3 separate regions of the Mus musculus genome follow, and regions 2 and 3 are each linked to region 1. A link is a contact called in public Micro-C and promoter capture Hi-C data. All regions are on one chromosome and are shown on one strand. The core of a region is the stretch at or near the end of the contact, and the rest is flanking DNA. Distances in the headings are between cores, read along the strand shown. Region 1 holds the start of Cdkn2aipnl (CDKN2A interacting protein N-terminal like). Region 2 has its middle 42 kb from the start of Sar1b. Region 3 overlaps Sar1b (secretion associated Ras related GTPase 1B).

The links. Promoter capture Hi-C pulls out the DNA fragments that hold promoters and counts their contacts. A called contact is a pair of places that touch in the nucleus more often than the background predicts.
Region 2: a Micro-C map of embryonic stem cells shows a contact between it and region 1, with 3 times the contacts expected there. The contact joins the enhancer-like site here to the promoter of Cdkn2aipnl in region 1. A contact is called at or near these places in 20 of 39 promoter capture datasets (the 3T3-L1 cell line, 3T3-L1-derived adipocytes, the C10 cell line and 13 more), 10 of 15 datasets of contacts at CTCF or cohesin (CD8 T cells, the G1E-ER4 cell line, the NIH/3T3 cell line and 4 more), 170 of 484 Hi-C or Micro-C datasets (the 63-12 cell line, the AML12 cell line, B cells and 91 more), 56 of 115 datasets of contacts at active chromatin or transcription factors (the 230-238 cell line, CD4 single positive thymocytes, the HPC-7 cell line and 37 more) and 5 of 9 other capture datasets (adipose tissue, embryonic stem cells, liver and 2 more).
Region 3: a contact with region 1 is called in a promoter capture Hi-C map of embryonic stem cells. The contact joins the enhancer-like site here to the promoter of Cdkn2aipnl in region 1. A contact is called at or near these places in 11 of 39 promoter capture datasets (the C10 cell line, the HPC-7 cell line, cranial neural crest and 6 more), 1 of 15 datasets of contacts at CTCF or cohesin (the NIH/3T3 cell line), 3 of 484 Hi-C or Micro-C datasets (3T3-L1-derived adipocytes, bone marrow-derived macrophages and nephron progenitors), 8 of 115 datasets of contacts at active chromatin or transcription factors (the SCID.adh cell line, bone marrow-derived macrophages, embryonic forebrain and 4 more) and 2 of 9 other capture datasets (adipose tissue and pancreatic islet).

Annotation. Positions count from the first base shown.
Region 1 is chr11:51,966,063-51,970,021 of GRCm38.p6, forward strand. It overlaps Cdkn2aipnl (CDKN2A interacting protein N-terminal like), which reads left to right and starts at 1,569. Exons shown (of 3, transcript NM_029976.3): 1 at 1,569-1,895. The coding sequence starts at 1,657.
Region 2 is chr11:51,803,637-51,807,255 of GRCm38.p6, forward strand. No RefSeq gene overlaps it. Among named protein-coding and RNA genes, the nearest start is that of Sar1b, 42 kb to the left of the region's middle. Within about 2 kb of position 1,730, at least 254 of the 459 cell types and tissues checked have an H3K27ac peak or open chromatin away from gene starts, as enhancers often do. A contact at or near this core is called in the 63-12 cell line, CD4 single positive thymocytes, CD8 T cells and 65 more, where this site is marked.
Region 3 is chr11:51,784,477-51,788,059 of GRCm38.p6, forward strand. The region is part of intron 4 of Sar1b (secretion associated Ras related GTPase 1B); the gene reads left to right. Among named protein-coding and RNA genes, the nearest start is that of Sar1b, 23 kb to the left of the region's middle. Within about 2 kb of position 1,660, at least 5 of the 459 cell types and tissues checked have an H3K27ac peak or open chromatin away from gene starts, as enhancers often do. A contact at or near this core is called in embryonic stem cells, where this site is marked.

The DNA of each region.
Region 1 (3,959 bases), core at 319-2,818:
CCGTATGAAATATCAACAGTCTGCTTCTCTAGAAGTCAACAAAGAGATGCTAAAATTTATATCAAAATCCAATAGCATGGTGGAACACACTTAAAATACCAGCTCTGGAGAGGCTCAGGCATAGGCTTATGGCCTATGTTATTAAAAAACAACAAAACAACAACAACAAAACAAACAAAGCAACTGTAGTTGTGGGTGGCTGTAAGCCACAATGAGGGTGCTGGGAACTGAACCCATATCCTCTGGAAGAGCAGCCAGTTATCTTAACTCCCGAGCCATCTCTCTAGCCCCCATGCTCTCATTTCTAGACCAACCACTGCAGTACACAACCAAGGAACCAAGGATGTAGCTCACTGAAGCCTCCGCAGTGTTTTTAAGAGTCAAGCATCTTTCTCTGGTGATAAGGATGGCAGCAAATTTCCAGGCTCAAATAATTCTCCTGCCTTGACATATGGAGTAGCTGGGACAAAAGGTGTCTGTCACTGTGCCTGGCACATCAAATGTCCTCAGAGTCTGATCAGCTGAAGCTAGAATCAGAATTACCAGGGACCTTGACTCTGGGTATCTGAGGTTTCACTTGGGAACCTGCCACTGCAGTATCAGTCAGGGTATGGCATCTGTATCCTGGGACTCAGCTCTGGTCGCTGTTATCCAGTTAACTTGCTGACTGCTGGGGGAAAGCTGTTTCTGTCTTTGGATTCTCATGTTTGGTTCAGATGTTCCAAGCCGTAGTGTCAGCACTGTGTCTTCCTGAGGTGAGAGCACCCAGCTTGGTGCTGGTCCTCACTGCTCTGGCATTTGCGGACTGGATTGTATTTCTGCCTGCTGGGATCCTAACACTGCCACAGAAGCCACAGAAGGGAGCAAGCAAGCAGTTGTAGGCCAGCTTGGCCGTGTATGACCCTGGGGGAGCGGGAGGGAAGGATCTGCAATAGTAAACAGTATATAATGAACTTCCTTGAAGCCCACTCACCACTTAAGACCTTCACTAGATCTGGAGGTCCTGAGTTCTAGGCTTTCTTCTGACTCAAGCTTACATTTTATATTTTTACATTTATTTACTTGCTTGGTGTGTGTGTGTGTGTGTACATCAAAGTACCACAACTTGCATGTAGAAGTCAGAGGACAGTTTTCAGGAGTTGGTTCTCTCCTTCCACCATGAGGGTCCCTCACAAAGTCCTTTAGAGTGGGGCATCCTGGGCACGAAACAAAATGCCTTGTATGTACTGATTGGATGATGAATACAGCAAGATAGGAGAACACAACCTCAGTGAAGATGTTGAGATAACAGTGGATCCATAAAAGAGAGGACCTCACTCCCAAGGGACAGCCACAGAACTTAGGGCAAACCTCAGGTGTGGCTGAGGATAGACAGATGCCCGGTGAACGACCCAGGGCAAAAAGGGCACTGCAGAGTCCCAATGGGCACCTAGCTGCCAGCTCTATGCTGGCGGGCCTCAAGCTCCCCAGCAGTTGCCACACACGCTGGGTTGCACTAGACCTCCGTGCCCCGCGAGGGCGCTCCAGATAAGTCCTCCAGAGCACTCGCCCTCAGCCGTGGTCGCTCTAGCCGTGCGGCGGCGGCGCGGGGCGTGTCGGGAAAGCGGCGGGCTGGTGCGATCCTTAGCGGCGGCAGCGGCTGCGGCAGCGGGAGCCATGGTGGGTGGCGAGGCCAGCGCCGCGGTGGAGAAGCTAGTTTCCGGCGTGCGGCAGGCCGCCGACTTCGCCGAGCAGTTTCGTTCCTACTCGGAGAGCGAGAAGCAATGGAAAGCGCGCATGGAGTTCATCCTGCGCCACCTGCCTGACTACCGAGACCCACCCGACGGCGGCGGCCGCCTGGACCAGCTGCTGTCCTTATCCATGGTCTGGGCCAACCACCTCTTCCTGGGTTGCAGGTGCGGACCCCCGACAGCTGGCTGACCTTGTCCCCATCAGTCGATCCTCAGCTTGGGCATATACACTGCTCCACGCTGAACCTGGCGCCAGCCTCCTACTGATCCCCTCTTAGCATTCCCTCGGGAAAAAAATCTCTCCTCTGAGCCTCGCTTTTCTCTTGTGAATGAGTGGTTGGGATGACTACAGCAGCTGAATGATAGGGCGTGCAGTGCAGGTGTGCTCCAAGGCGGCCGAATTGCAATGGTCATTGTTATTACTGTTTATTAGCCCAGAGGACTTCCTTTCCAGAGTGTGTTTGAAGTCTATTAGCTCCTGTCGCCCACGTGACAAAAGTGCAGACTCTTCCTCTAGATGAAGACACCTAGCAAGAGGATGTGATGTATCTCACCATTGGTGGGTTTCACGCTAAGGCAGGATGTAATCTTTTCTCCCCTTTCTCTTCTTGGCTTCCCTCTTAGGAAAGTAACCCATGCTATCTTGTTGCTGTCCTAACTCCCCGCCCTCCCCAGTCTTTGTGATCACACCTGGAAGGCAAGAGCCTGGCCTTGAGATATTCCACCTGGAAATGACACCAGGTTTTTATACTCCCTTGTGATTTTTAATTTTTTTTTAAAGATTTATTTATTTATTATATGTAAGTACACTGTAGCTGTCTTCAGACACTCCAGAAGAGGGAGTCAGATCTTGTTACGGATGGTTGTGAGCCACCATGTGGTTGCTGGGATTTGAACTCCGGACCTTCGGAAGAACAGTCGGGTGCTCTTACCCGCTGAGCCATCTCTCCAGCCCGTGATTTTTAATTTTTGAGGCAGTCTTCCCTTATAACTGAGACTGGCCTCCAGTTTACTGTGTAGCCCAGGCAATCCTAGAACTTGATCCACCTAGGCAACCACGTCCTGAGAGGCATGCATGGCCAGGCTCTTCCAGGCTTCTAGAGTTTCGTGAGGTTGTGTTAGAACAGGAGACCCTCACTCATACCTGATTTTGTAGTGGTCACAGGACCCCCTCCAGGCCAAACTGCTTGGTTTACTTTTTGGGTTTTGTGTTAGGGATGAAACCCAGGCCCTTACACATCCAAAATAAGCACTCAGTCACGAGCCTCATCACCAGTGCTGAAGCGGCTTGGTTTCAGATGTTGGGATGATTTGTCAGAACCGGATGTGGGGACGCTGAGCTAGACACACCCATCACACACACAGGCCCATCCTCCTTCCTGCGGTGCCCTTTAAAATCTGAGATTACAGAATCCAAACTCAGACACGTGACGGAGAACTGAACAAAAGGGATAAATGGTGTTATTTTCATGAGACCAACGTTCTGTGTGTTTTAAAAATAATCCAATTTTTAGGCCCTCAAATCTCATCCATGAATATGTACCACCAGGTATATGGTGCTCCTGTTTCTGTAATTTTAATTTAACTTTTTGTTTGCTTGTTTATACCTATTTTAAATTTTATACCTATGGGCATTTTGTCTACATGCCTGCACTGTAAGAGTGCCTCATGCCGTTGGAGGCCAGAAGACAGCTTTGGATTCCCTGGGATGGAAGTGCAGGTGGTTGTGAGCCACCTGACGTGGATGCTGGGAATTGAAACTGGGTCCTCTGAGAGCAAGTGCTCTCAACTGCTAAATTATCTCTCCAAACTCCTGTTTTTGTAATTTTTAAAAAGATTTTTATTTTATGTGTATGACTATGTACAAATATGTACCTAGTATCCTCCAAGGCCAGAAGAGGGCGTCAGATATCTGAGACCTGAAATTAACAGCCATGTAGAAACTGAACCCAGGTCCTTTATAAGAGTCTCAGGTGCTGTCTTAGCTGCTGAGCCATGTCTCTTGCCTCTGTTTTTGTAATTCTTGGAACATCTGCTGTATTGGCATTGTTCTCAAGCCTAGTTTGTCCTCACAGGCAGGAAGAACTATTTGTTAACTTGTATGCTAAGCACCTATGGTCTCCCCTGCAGTATCAAATCAGTCTTTACAAAGCTTGATATATACGCATCTGTATTCCAGCTACAGCGAAGGCTGAGGCAAACCTCAGATGGCATAGTGTGACCTTACCA
Region 2 (3,619 bases), core at 480-2,979, 160 kb before region 1:
TCTGCCTGCCTCTGCCTCCCGAGTGCTGGGATTAAAGGTGTGTGCCACCGCCACCGCCACCGCCCAGCCCTCACCCATTTCTTACCCACCATAAGTTCTTTAGGTTCAGTACTGATTCCAACACGAACCTTGTATGACACTTGTTTTCTAAGCTAAGATTAGAGCCATCGTCCACAAGGCTCACAGACTAGCAGACCAGAAAAGCTTATTTGGAGTCAGGACTATCCTCAAAATGGCAGACTGGCCTTTGAGCTTACACACTGACACGTGTGTGGTACTGTGGGAACTCTGGTCTGAAGTAAAACTAGAACATACGCTAGGCTGAACACAGTTCAGTCGTAGAACAGAAACATGACTAAGGCTCTGGGTTCGATCCCCAGCAAAATACAAATAAAAATACAAAAGTAATAAGTGACTATGTTACAGACAAGCTGAAGTTACTGAAACAGAGGCAATGTCTACCTGAGAAGCACCTGACTGAGCCCTGAGGTGAGACTCTTGATACAGCTGAGATCATATCTGACCAGTCTTCATATTAACCCCTGGCCTGGGACTGGCTAGGCCTGAACAAGATGGTGCAGTCCATCCCATGTGCAGGGTATAGTAGAGGCACAGGAAAGGTCACCCTGGAAATGACTGCATTCAGAAAGGTGGCGGCAAGATGCTTCGACTGTTAGAAAATTGCTTCATGGCTGCCTAGTCAAACTGAACTGGACTAGATGTTTATGCTGTGAGGACCCTAGAGGATCGTGAATAGGATGCATTTGGGAGGCTGGCAGCTCACGATTGTAATCCTGTGACCCTAACAGTCTTTACAGGTGAAGCTGGTCTAGAGACTCGTCTCTGACTACTCTCAGGCTATTGAAACAAATGAAACAAGGGTCCCAAGAAGGAAAAGGTTGCAAGCCCTGGTGCTGGCTGAAGGAAGAACTTGCCTCCTGGAGAGAGATTTAATTCTGACAACTGTTAGCCCACCTGAGAGGACAGACAATGATGGGTCAGGGATGGGTGGACCACACTTTGACCACAATGGCTTAGTTAAGCATGCTTCCTTCTTGCTTTCTATTCAAACCTAAACCTCATGTCAGGGCTGAAGATGGATTTTGGGCTGGGGGTGGAGGTCACTAAAGCTCTCTATCTGCTTCTCTTCCCAATGTGGCCACACCAACTAAATCTCCTTTGTCTGTTTTCACTAATGTCTATGTATTTAATGTACTGTGGATGAGTGGCAGAGCCTGTGGTGTTAGCCCTGTCAGAGCTCAGGCTTTGACCAGAATTACTCTACTCACAATCCCAGTATTGCCACAAGTTTAAGACTAGCCTGATGGGCTGGAGAAATGGCTCAGAGGTTAAGAGCACTGACTGCCCTTCCAGAGGTCCTCAGTTCAATTCCCAGCAACCACATGATGGCTCACAACCATCTGTAATGGGATCTGATGCCCTCTTCTGGGGTGTCTTTAGACAGCTACAGTGTACTCACGTACTTTAAATAAATAAATGAATCTTAAAAAAAAAAAAAAAAGACTAGCCTGAGTGAGACCTTATGGGGAGAGAGGGAGGGTTCCAGCTGCTGGAACTGAAGAGAAGGCTCAGTGCTTAAGTGAACTTGCTGCTCTTGGTTCTGGCACTAAAGAGTCCAACATCCACTTCAGTTCTCAGGTTTCTGTGAACATCAAGTGAGAGTTTCCTGCCAAAAGACTACATTTCCCATCGTCCCTTGCAGCCAGACCAAGGAGTTCCTGGAAGGGTGGGACTACAATGTAGCTGGTAGTTGTTTCCGCCTCACAAGGAACTGGAGTACTGTCTTCTGTAGGCATTTTGGCCACCCAGACGTGGGTGATGAAATGCTTCTTCACTGTGAATAAACACGGTCTCACTTAAGGTCCGACCAAACCTCGCTCTTACCCCCTTCAACCTCTCTACAGGAAGTAACCTGACACCAAGCACGTACAGGTGCACGTACATGAGGGCAAAACACTCATACACATGAAATAAAAATAAATAGTACCTAAAAAAACCCCTTCAGCTGTTGCTTAGGCCAACACATACCTACAGCAGCCTTGTCCGCCCACGGATCCTGGCAGGTGCCCAGCTGGGGACACTGTGGAGTCTCTAGTTAGGACGAAGAGTCTCACCTGGGGAGTTGAATTTAACTCAGAGGAGGCATTCTGGCCGCACGCCCCACTCCCCACCCCCTTTCTCTTCCTCCTGCCCGGGATTGGAGAGCCTGGCTACAGGCTTGTGTGGTCCAACTTCTCTCCTTAGAAAGTTGTAAGAAAGCCGCACGGTGGTGGTGCTTACTTTTAAGTCCAGCACTCAGGAGGTAGCGGCAGATATCTCTCTGTGGGTCTGAGGCCAGCCTGACACACAGTGAGTTCCAGGACCGCCAGGGCCACACAGAGAAACCCTGTCTCCAAAAACAAGTAAACAAGAGACACCCACTTCTGCCACATGGGCTCTGACTCCCTCTCTTCAGAGCCGTCTGACTGTCCATGGCATTTAGTAAGTCTTATGGCCTCCAAGTACAATTTCTGTCTCAGTGTCCTGTATCATATGTGAGAGAATTGAGGGGTGGGGATTAGGAATCGTCTACCCTGCTCCTCCTTAGCTCCCACAAACTAGCCAAAGTTGGATTCCACCAAAGTTCAGCCTAGGGAGCCAATGACTTCACTAAAGTTACTCACAGAGTAAGGATGAGGGGGTTGCAAAGGAGTATGGGTGATCTCTGAGAAGCGGCACTAGAAGGTGGGCACAAAAATGAATGGCTTCTGTGGTTGTATACATGGAGCCCCCTTCTTTCAGGTCTTCCAAGCCCCTCCTGAAACCCCCAAGGCCACACACAGTTAGGAAAGAACACAATTATGATCAGCTAGAAGGAGTATCTGGATAGTCAGGTGAAGGTCCCAAGACCCTCCATCCCTCCTCCCATGGGGAAACCTCAACAGCCAACAAGCTCAGCTATGCCTTTGGTTGTTTAATGATATTTTGCAGAGAAACCCATCAGCATGTCTGAAGGCAGCAGCCCTTTGTCTTGGAAAACAATCCTTTATAACAACAGCCAAGACCTTTCTGGAGACAGGAAGATGATTCTTCAGCAAGGAGTGGCCAGAAGCTGTGGCTGGAGGCAAGAGCTACGTCTTTGCAGCCCAATATCCCAAACAACTGATACCAGAACCAACTAGCCCCTTGGATTCTGCAAATAGCAGTGGGTAATGGGTGTTATGGGTGGTTTTTTGTTTTGCTTTGTTTTGTTTTGTTTTTTGTTTTTTTTTTTAAAGATTTATTTATTTATTATATGTAAGTATACTGTAGCTGTCTTCAGACACTCCAGAAGAGGGAGTCAGATCTTGTTACAGATGGTTGTGAGCCACCATGTGGTTGCTGGGATTTGAACTCCAGACCTTTGGAAGAGCAGTCGGGTGCTCTTACCCACTGAGCCATCTCACCAGCCCCTTGTTTTGTTTTTCAACAAGCTACTTTTCTCCCTTGTTTTCCTCTGCACATCTCTGGCTGACCTTCTGAGTCTCAAGTTGATCATAGCAGTCAATCCCTAATCCAGATTCCTTTCCCTGACCTGCTCTCAGGTTACAAGGTTTCAGGTGCCCTGGTGACCACAGCT
Region 3 (3,583 bases), core at 410-2,909, 180 kb before region 1:
AGAGGGCAGCCTGTTCTATAGAGTGAGTTCTAGGACAGCCAAGGATGTCCCTGTTCCAAAACCCTGTCTCAAGAAAAAAAATTACCTTCCTGATTTTTTTTTTTTTTTTTTTTTGGTTTTTCGAGACAGGGTTTCTCTGTGTAGCCCTGGCTGTCCTGGAACTCACACTGTAGACCAGGCTGGCCTCGAACTCAGAAATCCGCCTGCCTCTGCCTCCCGAGTGCTGGGATTAAAGGCGTGTGCCACCACGCCCGGCTTTACCTTCATGATTTTTTTATAGACTTTAGTTAATTAATTTTTAATAAAAAATCAAAGAATTATTTGTAAAAAGTCTTTGATACATATATACATATAATTTTACCACTTATTAAAGATTAAGGCAAATTTGCATACTAATAAGATGGCTATATTTGCTTGTTTTTACATAAAGAATTAAATGATAGCTGAATATTTTTACTGTGAGACAGAATCTGTAACATTTTTCAAATTCCCTTTTTTTTCTGAGACAAGGTTTCTCTGTGTAGCCTTGGCTGTCCTGAAACTCGCTCTCTAGATCAGACTGGCCTCAAACTCAAGACCCACGCCAGGCCTGGCTCTTTCTTTCTCTTTTTAAGATTTATTTACTTTTATATGTTTGGGTGTTTAATGATTTAATGATTTTTACCCTCTTTTTATGCAACCGCAATCAGCAACTTAAGTAAAAGGGTTTTTTTGTTTTTTGTTTTTTTGTTTTGGATTTATTTATTTATTATATGTAAGCACCCTGTAGCTGTCTTCAGACACACCAGAAGAAGGCATCAGATCTCATTATGGGTGGTTGTGAGCCACCATGTGGTTGCTGGGATTTGAACTCGGGACCTTCAGAAGAGCAGTCAGTGCTTTTACCCGTTGAGCCATCTCGCCAGCCCTAAGCAACAGTTTTTAAAATAAGTCATTCAAAAACAGTACAATGCAGAGCTATATTAGTTTGATACTTACATTCTGAGAAACGGTGGTAGGAAAATATTGAAAGTCTTTGCTTTCTGAAATTAAACCATATCTTTCTTTCTTTTTTTATAAATTTATTTCATGTGCATTAGTATTTTGGCTACATGTATGTCTATGTGAGGGTGTCAGATCCTCTGGAACTGGAATTACACACAGTTGTGAACTGCCGTGTGGGTGCTGGAAACTGAGTCAATCCAGGTTCCCTGGAAGAGCAGCCAGTGCTCTTAACCACTGAGCCACCTCTCCAGCCCGTTATGTTTCTAGAAGAACAGAAAACTGTCTGCACAGCTAAGACCTTGCAGTTCCTCACATGGTAGTCGGGAATCCGAGCCAGGGCATCTGAAGCAGTGTTGCTTGGAGCTGTGTGGTGTGATGTGCCCAGTACATGTTCATGTGGTTGCACCAAGACTGCGGGGAAGCCAAGTGCTGCAACAGACGCACGTGAGCCAGCAGTGCCGGAGACACACCAGAATCAAGGCGCTCCGGTTTTTTAGTTTGTTTTTGTTCTTGAACATTCAGAAACCTTTGACTGTTATCAGATTTTTCTTGACCTACATTTTAAGAACCTGAAGAATGGGCTGGAGAGCGGGCAGAGTGGTTAAGAGCACTGAATGCACTGACCGGCTTTAATTCTCTCACTTACGTGATGCCTCCCAACCTTCTGTAACTCCAGTTCCAGGGGATCTGATGCCCTCTGCTGGCCTCTGTGGGGACTGCATGCACGTGGACAGACACACATACATACCAGCACAACTCATACACATAAAATAAAAACATTTAAAAAGCTGGGGTAAAATGCATGTGTACCAGGAATTCCCCAGGAAAGGGATAGAAAAAAATAAGTGAGATATCAGATCCCAGTTTTTCCACTCTGATGAAAATGGAAACTTAGGGCTGGAGAGACGGCTTAGTGGTTGAGAATGCTTGTTGCTCTTGCAGAGGACCTAGGTTCAAGTCTTAGCAACCACATGGAGATTCACAGCCACCCATAGCTCCAGTTCCAGGGAATCCAGCTCCTTTTGTTCTTCTTGGCTCCCAGGCACATATGCGCTGCATAGACACGTATGCAGGCAAGCACTTATGCATAAAAAGTGCAATAAATCCAAGAAAACTGTCACCTCTCAAATGCAAAGAGCTCGATGAATACCAAGCACAATGTGATGCAAACAACACTAAAGCCCCAGAAATGAAAGTGCTCGGGCCATTAACTGAGAAGAACACCTAGAGGAGGGAAGCAGAAAGACATGGGGCCCGCAGAGATCGCAGCTAAGAGAGAGGAAAGCATATCAGGCCAGGAGGTGGCTCAGTAGCCGTGGGCGCTTGCTGCCGAGTTGAGTATAAGGAGAGAGCAGACGCCCAACATTTGTTTTCTGACTTCCACACGTGCTTCCCCCCACTCTCACACACAGAAATAAGAAATCAAAGCAGAGAAGCAGCACATTTGTCATGAGAAACAAGGTAAGCTTGAAGACAGTGGAGAAATGTTTCTCTACTACTGAAAGAAAATGCTTTTTGTTTAGATTTACTTACTTGAGTATTTTTCACACATGCTTGTCTGTGTACCTCGTGTGCCTGGTGCCCTCAGGGTCAGAAGAGGGCATCGGATTCCCTGGGACTAGAGTTAGAGATGATTGTGAAAAGCTAGTGGGTGCTGGGACAAAGCCTTGGTCCTCTGGAGGGAGGAGCATCCAACTTAAGCACGGAGCCATGGCTCCAGCCTCCATTTGAATGCTCTCAGAGTTGAGGAAGAAATGTTCTTACAAGGCTATATGTTGACCATTTTGTCCCTAGCTGGTGGCACTATTTAGAATATTTTCATTAATTAAATTTGTTTTCTGGGGCTGGTGAGATGGCTCAGTGGGTAAGAGCACCCGACTGCTCTTCTGAAGGTCCGAAGTTCAAACCCCAACAACCACATGGTGGCTCACAACCACCCATAATGAGATCTGACTCCCTCTTCTGGAGTGTCTGAAGACAGCTACAGTGTACTTATATATAATAAAAATAAATAAATCTTTAAAAAAAATTGTTTCCTGTTTTGAATACAACAGTTTGTAACTTGCCAAGCTTGTACTTGGCACTAACACCCATCTGTTGTTGATTTCATACTTACCACTTAAACTTCAGAAATGAGAAATGTCAAAAAATACTGCACTTACACACACACACACACACACTGCTTAAATTAGTTGATGAGAGTTTATAGTGGTTTTCTAGTGACCTTAATAATGAGAGTCACTGTGTCTGTGAGTGTACACATGTGTGTGCAGCCTGTGTGCAGGCACCTGTGGAAGCAGAAGAGGGTGTTGGGTCCCCTCCCCTGCAACTGGAGTTGCAGGCAGTTGTGATCCACCTGATGTGGGTTTTGGGGACCAAGCTGCGGTCCTCTGGGAGAACAGGAAGCACTCTTAAGCACCGAGCCATTTCTCCTGCTCCTAACTCTATTTCTTAATGGGGAAGAGTAAAGGATTTCATTGCCCCGAATCACGGAGAGTCTGACATTTGTTTTGGTTTTCTGGGGAAGATTTGGTACTAAAGTCTTTGGCAAAAAATGCAGTTGGCTGTACAGTAAAATAGCAGCCAAAGGGAGACGCCA